Regions from separate parts of the Oryctolagus cuniculus genome. Here region 1 is linked to region 2. The links are chromatin contacts, called in public Micro-C maps. All regions are on one chromosome and are shown on one strand. Each heading gives the region's core, a stretch centred on a gene start, on an enhancer-like site or on the middle of the called end of the contact. The rest is flanking DNA. Distances are from core to core; before and after follow the strand shown. Region 1 holds the start of BAIAP2 (BAR/IMD domain containing adaptor protein 2). Region 2 overlaps BAIAP2 (BAR/IMD domain containing adaptor protein 2).

Region 1 (2,964 bases), core at 137-2,636, 39 kb before region 2:
GCCCCCTCCCCATTTCGGAGCTGGAAGTCCAGAATTTCTCCCCAAGTCAACTCCTCTTCCCGAGGCCCATCAGCCTCCACCTCCCCTGGTCTCAGACTCTCAGCTCTCCTGGCTGCCTCCCCCTCCACCCAGCGAGCCCCAAGTTGGCCCCTGGCCCAGGTCAGTCTGGGACTGGAAGACGCTGCTGTCCCCCAGCCAACGGGCGCCCCGTTTACCGGGGCCAGCTCGTGCTGGGTTTCCACCACTTGCAACTGAAGATTCCATTACAGAAATGCACAGGGTCCACTCTACACAGGGATGACCAGAGGCCGAGGACTGGAGCCCCGCCCGCCAGCCGCAGAGGGGAGTGGGGCACTGACGCCTGGGGGCGTGTCTCCCCGACCTGCGTGAGCCAGTGTCAGGACCCAGAGGCTGGGCCAGGGCGACACTCAGCCCGGGTTTCCCGAGTCCGGCTAACTTCGGCGACTCTCTCCAGGGCAGTTGTGCCGGGAGCCCTGGGCGCCAGCTCAGCCAGTTCCCTGCCAGGACCCCTAAAAGGCAGGGCTCTGCCCCCTCCCTCCCATCCAACCGACTCCCCTCCCCAGGCCCCTTCTGACCACCCTCCTGCCACCCAACCCTCGACCCCGGCCACCGGGCTCCTCTCCCTTCCCTGGGCCCCGTGGTCCTCCAGGCAGGATCCGCTCCTCCCCACCGACCCTCCCGCCCTGATCCTCCCCCCCCGGGGGTCTCCCTCCTCCAGGGTCCCAGCGGCCCTGCGCCTACCCCTTCCCCGACCCCAGGGTGCCCCTTCGCCCAAGGGTCTCAGGGCCTCCCCTCCCCTAGAGCCCTCCCTCCTCCAGGGCCTCCCGCTCCTCCCCCAGTCGCTCCCCCTCCCCACCTGACGGACTCACCGGCCGCCGCCACACCAGCCGCGCGGTCCGGCGGCCGACCGACTCCCGGCGCCCGAAGCCCGCCGCTCCACGCGCCACCGCGCTGAGCCGCCTCCACGCGCTCTCTCCCCCCTCCTTCTGCTCCTCTTCCTGCGCCGCCCCGCCCCCGCCCCCGCCCCCAGCCCGGCTGTCACACGGGCCCCTCCGGCGGCTCCCAGGGCCCCGGCCCGCGCCGCGCCTCCGCCTCCTCCCCCGGGAGCGACACGGCCGCCGGCCAATCGTTGCCGGGACTCAGCCCCAAGTCTCCGCCTCTCATCCCGCCCCCCTCCTCCATCTCCGGAACCCGCCAATGGGAAGGGCGGCGCTGGAGCGGGGCCTGGTGGTTGCCTAGCAGCGGCGGGGCTGGGCGGGGGCGGGCGGCCGGGGGCGGTGATCCGGGCGCAGCGGGGGCGGGGCCCGGGGGCGGGACCTGTGGCGGAGGGCGGGGCATGAGGAGCTATAAAAGCGGCCGCCGCCGGGCGCCGCGCTCCGTGGTCCGGGTCTGCGCGCTCCCCCGTCCCGCTGCCGCCGTTGCTGCCGCCGCCGCCGCCGCCGCCGCCGCCCGCGCCCCCGCTCCGGTCTGTGGTGCAGCGGGGACCCAGCACCATGTCGCTGTCGCGCTCGGAGGAGATGCACCGGCTGACGGAAAATGTGTACAAGGTGAGCCCCCGAGCCGGCTGCGGAGCCCCCGGCCAGATCCTGGGCGCCCCGGGGTCTTCCCGGCGCGGCCGCTGGAGCCGCAGGGCGGCGGGCGCGGCGAGCCGGCGCGGGCGGTCACAGGTAGTCGCGCTGCCCGGAGCCCCTCGGCCGCCGCGGCGCGCGCCGCCCGAGTTCCGGCCCGGGCGGGCGTCCCCGACGGCGCCGCCCGAGTGCCCGGGAGCCCGGAGCCGAGCTGGGATCACGGCCACGCGCGCCCCGGGGCACTTTCTCCCGCCGGGCGGCCGTGGACGGCGCCGGCGTCTTATGTAAGCGCGGGGGAGCGCACCTGTGTGGGAGGCCGGCGCCTGCCTGCGCCGCCCGCCCCCGGGCGCGGGGCCTCCCCGTCCGGAGCTCGGGCTGCGCCGCGGTGCGGGGGCCCGGCGGGGGCGGCCGCGTCGCCCGCTCCAGCCCGCGGAGCAACAGTGCGCGCTGGCGCCGCGCGCGGCGGCGGGCCTGCGGGCCGTGGCCTGCGCCTCCCCTGGGGCGGGTCCAGGCCGGGGCGGGCTGGGGGCGGGGGGCAGCCGCGCTCCCTCCCGAAGCCATGTTGGAGCCGCGGAAGGGGAGCAGCCCTCGGGGCTGGCGCTCGCGTCACGCAGCCGCCGTGGCACGCGTTGCCGTGTGCGGGCGAGCGCTGTCGAGGGAGGGCGGGTTCCGAGCCGCTAGTCGTGAGCGCCGCGGCGGCCGGGGGCCGGAGAGGGTGCGCGGCAAGGCTCTCCCGTGGCTCCTGGCTCAGCTCTGCCGCGAACTTCCGCGGGCAGGGCCGAGGGGAGCGTGCGTGGCTGTGCTGCGGGGACTCCCACGGGCGCGCTCAGGAAAGCTGCGGTCCTGCTGGGAGGAGCCGCCGAGTGCGCGGGGTCTCCCTGGGGTCCCAGCCCGCACGCAGGCTCCGGTCAGCTTCTTGGAGCAGCGGGTCAGTCGCGGGTCACCTGTCATGTGGACGGGTGGCCCCGAGGAGATCCGGTTTTGCAGGGCGGACACAGGCGGCCCTGGTGTGTGTGGCGGCCGCTGGACGGGGCTGGTCCTGCCAGTGGGTGGCTCTTCCTGCGGCTCCGGGGACGTGCTGCCTTCAGGGGCCGTGTGGGCCGCCTCTTGGCGTCTTGTCACCGGGGCGCTCGCCGGGCCGCGGCAGTGCCGGTACCGGTCGGGCGGCTTCGGCTCGTGGACCAGGCAGACGTCCAGCGCGAGAGGAGGTGCAGTCAGGAGACCGGCGAAACCTCCCGGTGCCGCCCGGGCGGCCCAGCCAGTCCTGCGTGCCGTGCACTGCAGGGTCGCCGCGGCTCGGGGCCCTCGCGGGGGCTGCTGCCCGCCCGGGGGTCTCCGGAGGGGCTGGGATGTGGCCTGCTCAGCCCGGCTGCCG
Region 2 (3,178 bases), core at 35-2,534:
TGCCCTGTGGTTGCTCACGTGGAGCGCTCCCTGGGTGGTCTTGCGCTGAGGGTGTGGTGCGAGCCGTGGGGGGCTGCCAGCAGCCCCTGAGGGTCGGCCTGGGCCTGGCCAGGGGCCGCCTGGGCGGTGAGCTGAGTGGGCCCTGGGAGGGAGGGGCCGGCGAGCCCAGGACGTGAGCAGGTTCCCCACACGGGCCAAGCGCCCTGCTGCCCCTGTCCATGGACGTGCTGGGAGCCGGGAGTCAGCAGGACACCGCCGGGCCGGCTCCTGGTGTCCAAGCAGCAGCTCTGGCCCGAGGCCCTGCCCCCGGGCCCTCGGGGCCCTGAGACCCATCTGTGAGCGTCAGGGTGTGGGGCGGCCTGGGCCCTGCAGGGGTGTGGGCCCACAGGGTGCAGGCGGGGCATGGCCTTGAGGGCTGCACTGCCCGTAATGCGCCTCGCCCTGGGCCAGTGCTCGGTGACCTGTGGTTAAAACTCAGGAGCTGGTGGAGGCCACCACAGCCCTCCCGGGACTCAGGCCGGCATCCGGGGAGGAGACCCTGGGGCCACTGGGGTCTGGAGGCAGCCTTACCCGGTGAGAGCCCGGGGGGGGGGGTCTTTGGAGGCTTCCAACTTCAGCCAGCGCTGCTGGGCCCCAAGGACCCCTCAGTGCACCGCCTGCTGCCCCCAGACCCTGTGGGTCACGTGCCCCTCCTCCCCCCGGCTCAGACGCGGGCAGGCGAGGACAGTCCTGCACGGTTGCTCTGGGTCAGGGCCTGCAAGAAAGTGACCCCCCCGCCCCGCCCCACCCCGCCCTGCCCCGGCCCGGCAGGCCTGGCTGCTGCTGTGCCGGCGTCCTCGGTGTCCTCGGCACACGCGGCACACGCGGCACACGCGGCCCGGCCCTGGAATCGGCCCCCAGCAAATAGTTGCTGGTCGGTGAGCGCAGCCGCCTGGTCCCTGCCCCCTCCGCGGGGGAAGCGGAGCCGCTGCCGGCCCGGGGCTGCAGGGACACTCGGTGACACGGCCACGCCCGCGGCTCATGGCGGCCACACTTCAGGCAGGATCTCGGCTCCAGGAAACTTCCGGACTTTGGGGAAGCTCCTCCCCCGGCTCGTCTCTGTCCTTGTCTTTGAGAGAAGCAGCGGCGCAGGCGGGCACAGTCTCGTGCTGGCGTGGCCTGGGCCCATGGAGCCCGCCCCAGTGCCGGTGCTGGCCACACCCTCTGTGCTCCCAGCCTGCTGGGGAGGGTGCGCTGGGCAGGAGCTGTGCCTGAGCTCTGTGTCCCTGGGCCCTTGGGGACGGCTGGGGGGCCCAGGTCTCCTCCCACTGGCGCCGGGGCCGCCCTGTTCTCTGAAGCCGGGGACCAGGAAGAGCCTGGCCTGCAGCCCGCGTCCTGTTTCCTCTAGGGGTCAGTCAGGGCCACAGCCTGGCCCCTGTGGGCGTGCCCCCGAGGGCGGCCCCAGAGCAGGTCTGTGTGCAGACCGGCTCGCTCACGGCTGGGCCGGCCCCGCCCTCGCCTGTGTCGGAGCGCCTGCTCCAGGGGTGCCAAGCATTCCGCGCACCTGGGGTCTGGAGCCCTCGTGTTCTGGCATTTTCTGTGTCCTCTTGGCGTCCGCGCCCTGCTCCCTCTGGCCCCTCTGCCTGTGATCACGGGCTTCCCTGGACGCGCTGGCCGTGACCGTCCCAGGTCTGGCCGTGCTGCCCAGGGTGAGGCGCGGTCCGCAGAAGCCGACCTCCTGTCCCCCCTCCCCAGGAGACGTCCTCTTCCAGATGGCCGAGGTGCACAGGCAGATCCAGAACCAGCTGGAAGACATGGTGAGCCCCCCTGCCGGGCCCCGGGATGCTGCGGCGGGGGGGGGGGGGGCGGGGCACGTGTCCCCTGGGGCTTGCTCCACAGCGGCAGCCTCTCCAGGCCAGAGACGTGCCCTGGCTCAGGACTCGGGGGCTGGTGCTGGGGGGCCCGGCCGGGGACACGGCGGCACCACGACAATGACCACCAGCCAAGCTCGGATTGCCGGGCACGTCTCCCGGCTGCCAGGTGTGGGGAGCCGATCCAGAGGGTGACCCAAAACCCACCCCGGACCGTGCGGCTGAAGGGGCACGGAGGTCCAGGGCTGCTGTCTGGGTTCCCCGGCATGGGCCGGCCGAGGAAGCACAGCACGGGCGGTCACTCTGTCCCTTGTGAGGAGCGGAGCATCGCTGAAGGCGGGGCTTGTCCAGGACCCGGGCCCGGGGCCCCTGCGCTCCCCGCAGCTCCCGGCTCCCAGGCAGCTCCTCTTCCACATCGGTGCCGGCCCAGGGCACGCGGCGGCCGCTGCCCGTGCGGGCATCAGCTGACTGGGTGTGCTCTCCCCTGTGTCCAGCTCGAGTCCTTCCACAAGGAGCTGCTCACGCAGCTGGAGCAGAAAGTGGAGCTGGACTCCAGGTACCTGAGTGTAAGTAGCCCACCCGCGCCGGGCGGCCGCGACGCTCAGACTGCAGATGCAGTCCCGGGGGGCCCCGGTGCAGCTGTGTGGCCTCTGATGCCCCCGCGCCAGTTCTGGGCCCCCTGCCCTGGGCCACCTGTCGCCATGTCGATGACGCGGCCTCGTCCCATCCTCCCCGAGCCGGCCGGCCAGAAAGCCAGGGACCCTCTGGCTTTGGGTGCTGGGAGGGAGGGAGGCTGCGTCCTCCGGGCCTGGCGCTTGTCCCTGGGGAGCGGCGAGCTGGGTGGGTGGGGACCCCGCGCTGGCGCCGAGCGCGTCCTGCTGCCCTGGCGCTGAGGCGGGCGGCAGCCGCTCACGGGCCTCTGCTCCGTGTCCTGCTTGAACCTCAGGCCGCGCTGAAGAAGTACCAGACGGAGCAGAGGAGCAGAGGGGACGCCCTGGACAAGTGCCAGGCGGAGCTGAAGAAGCTGCGCAAGAAGAGCCAGGGCAGCAAGAACCCCCAGAAGTACTCGGACAAGGAGCTGCAGGTGGGCGGGGGGACGGGCAAGGAGCTGCAGGTGGGCGGGGGGACGGGCAAGGAGCTGCAGGTGGGCGGGGGGGCGGGCGCGGGCGGGGGGACGCCGGCTCCCCGCAGGCTGCTCTGCGCCCCAGGTGGGTCTTGCAGCGGCTGCTGGGAAGCGGCAGAAACCAGGGTGAAATCCTCGCCCTGCCCCCCGGGTCCGGGCTGGAGTCAGGCCCAGACGGCTCCTCCGACCGTGACCGTGAGCACTG

What was found. Hi-C and Micro-C count contacts between places; a contact is called where the count stands out from the background.
Region 1: a contact with region 2 is called in a Micro-C map of ear pinna, with 2.0 times the contacts expected there. The contact joins the promoter of BAIAP2 here to the enhancer-like site in region 2. A contact is called at or near these places in 3 of 6 Hi-C or Micro-C datasets (ear pinna, skin fibroblasts and an unstated tissue).

The regions. Positions count from the first base shown.
Region 1 is chr17:1,473,029-1,475,992 of mOryCun1.1, reverse strand. BAIAP2 (BAR/IMD domain containing adaptor protein 2) reads left to right here and starts at 1,386. Exons shown (of 15, transcript XR_011383319.1): 1 at 1,386-1,568.
Region 2 is chr17:1,433,402-1,436,579 of mOryCun1.1, reverse strand. BAIAP2 (BAR/IMD domain containing adaptor protein 2) reads left to right here. Exons shown (of 15, transcript XR_011383319.1): 4 at 1,735-1,796; 5 at 2,345-2,416; 6 at 2,797-2,934. Among named protein-coding and RNA genes, the nearest start is that of BAIAP2, 40 kb to the left of the region's middle. Within about 2 kb of position 1,284, at least 5 of the 8 cell types and tissues checked have an H3K27ac peak or open chromatin away from gene starts, as enhancers often do. A contact at or near this core is called in ear pinna, where this site is marked.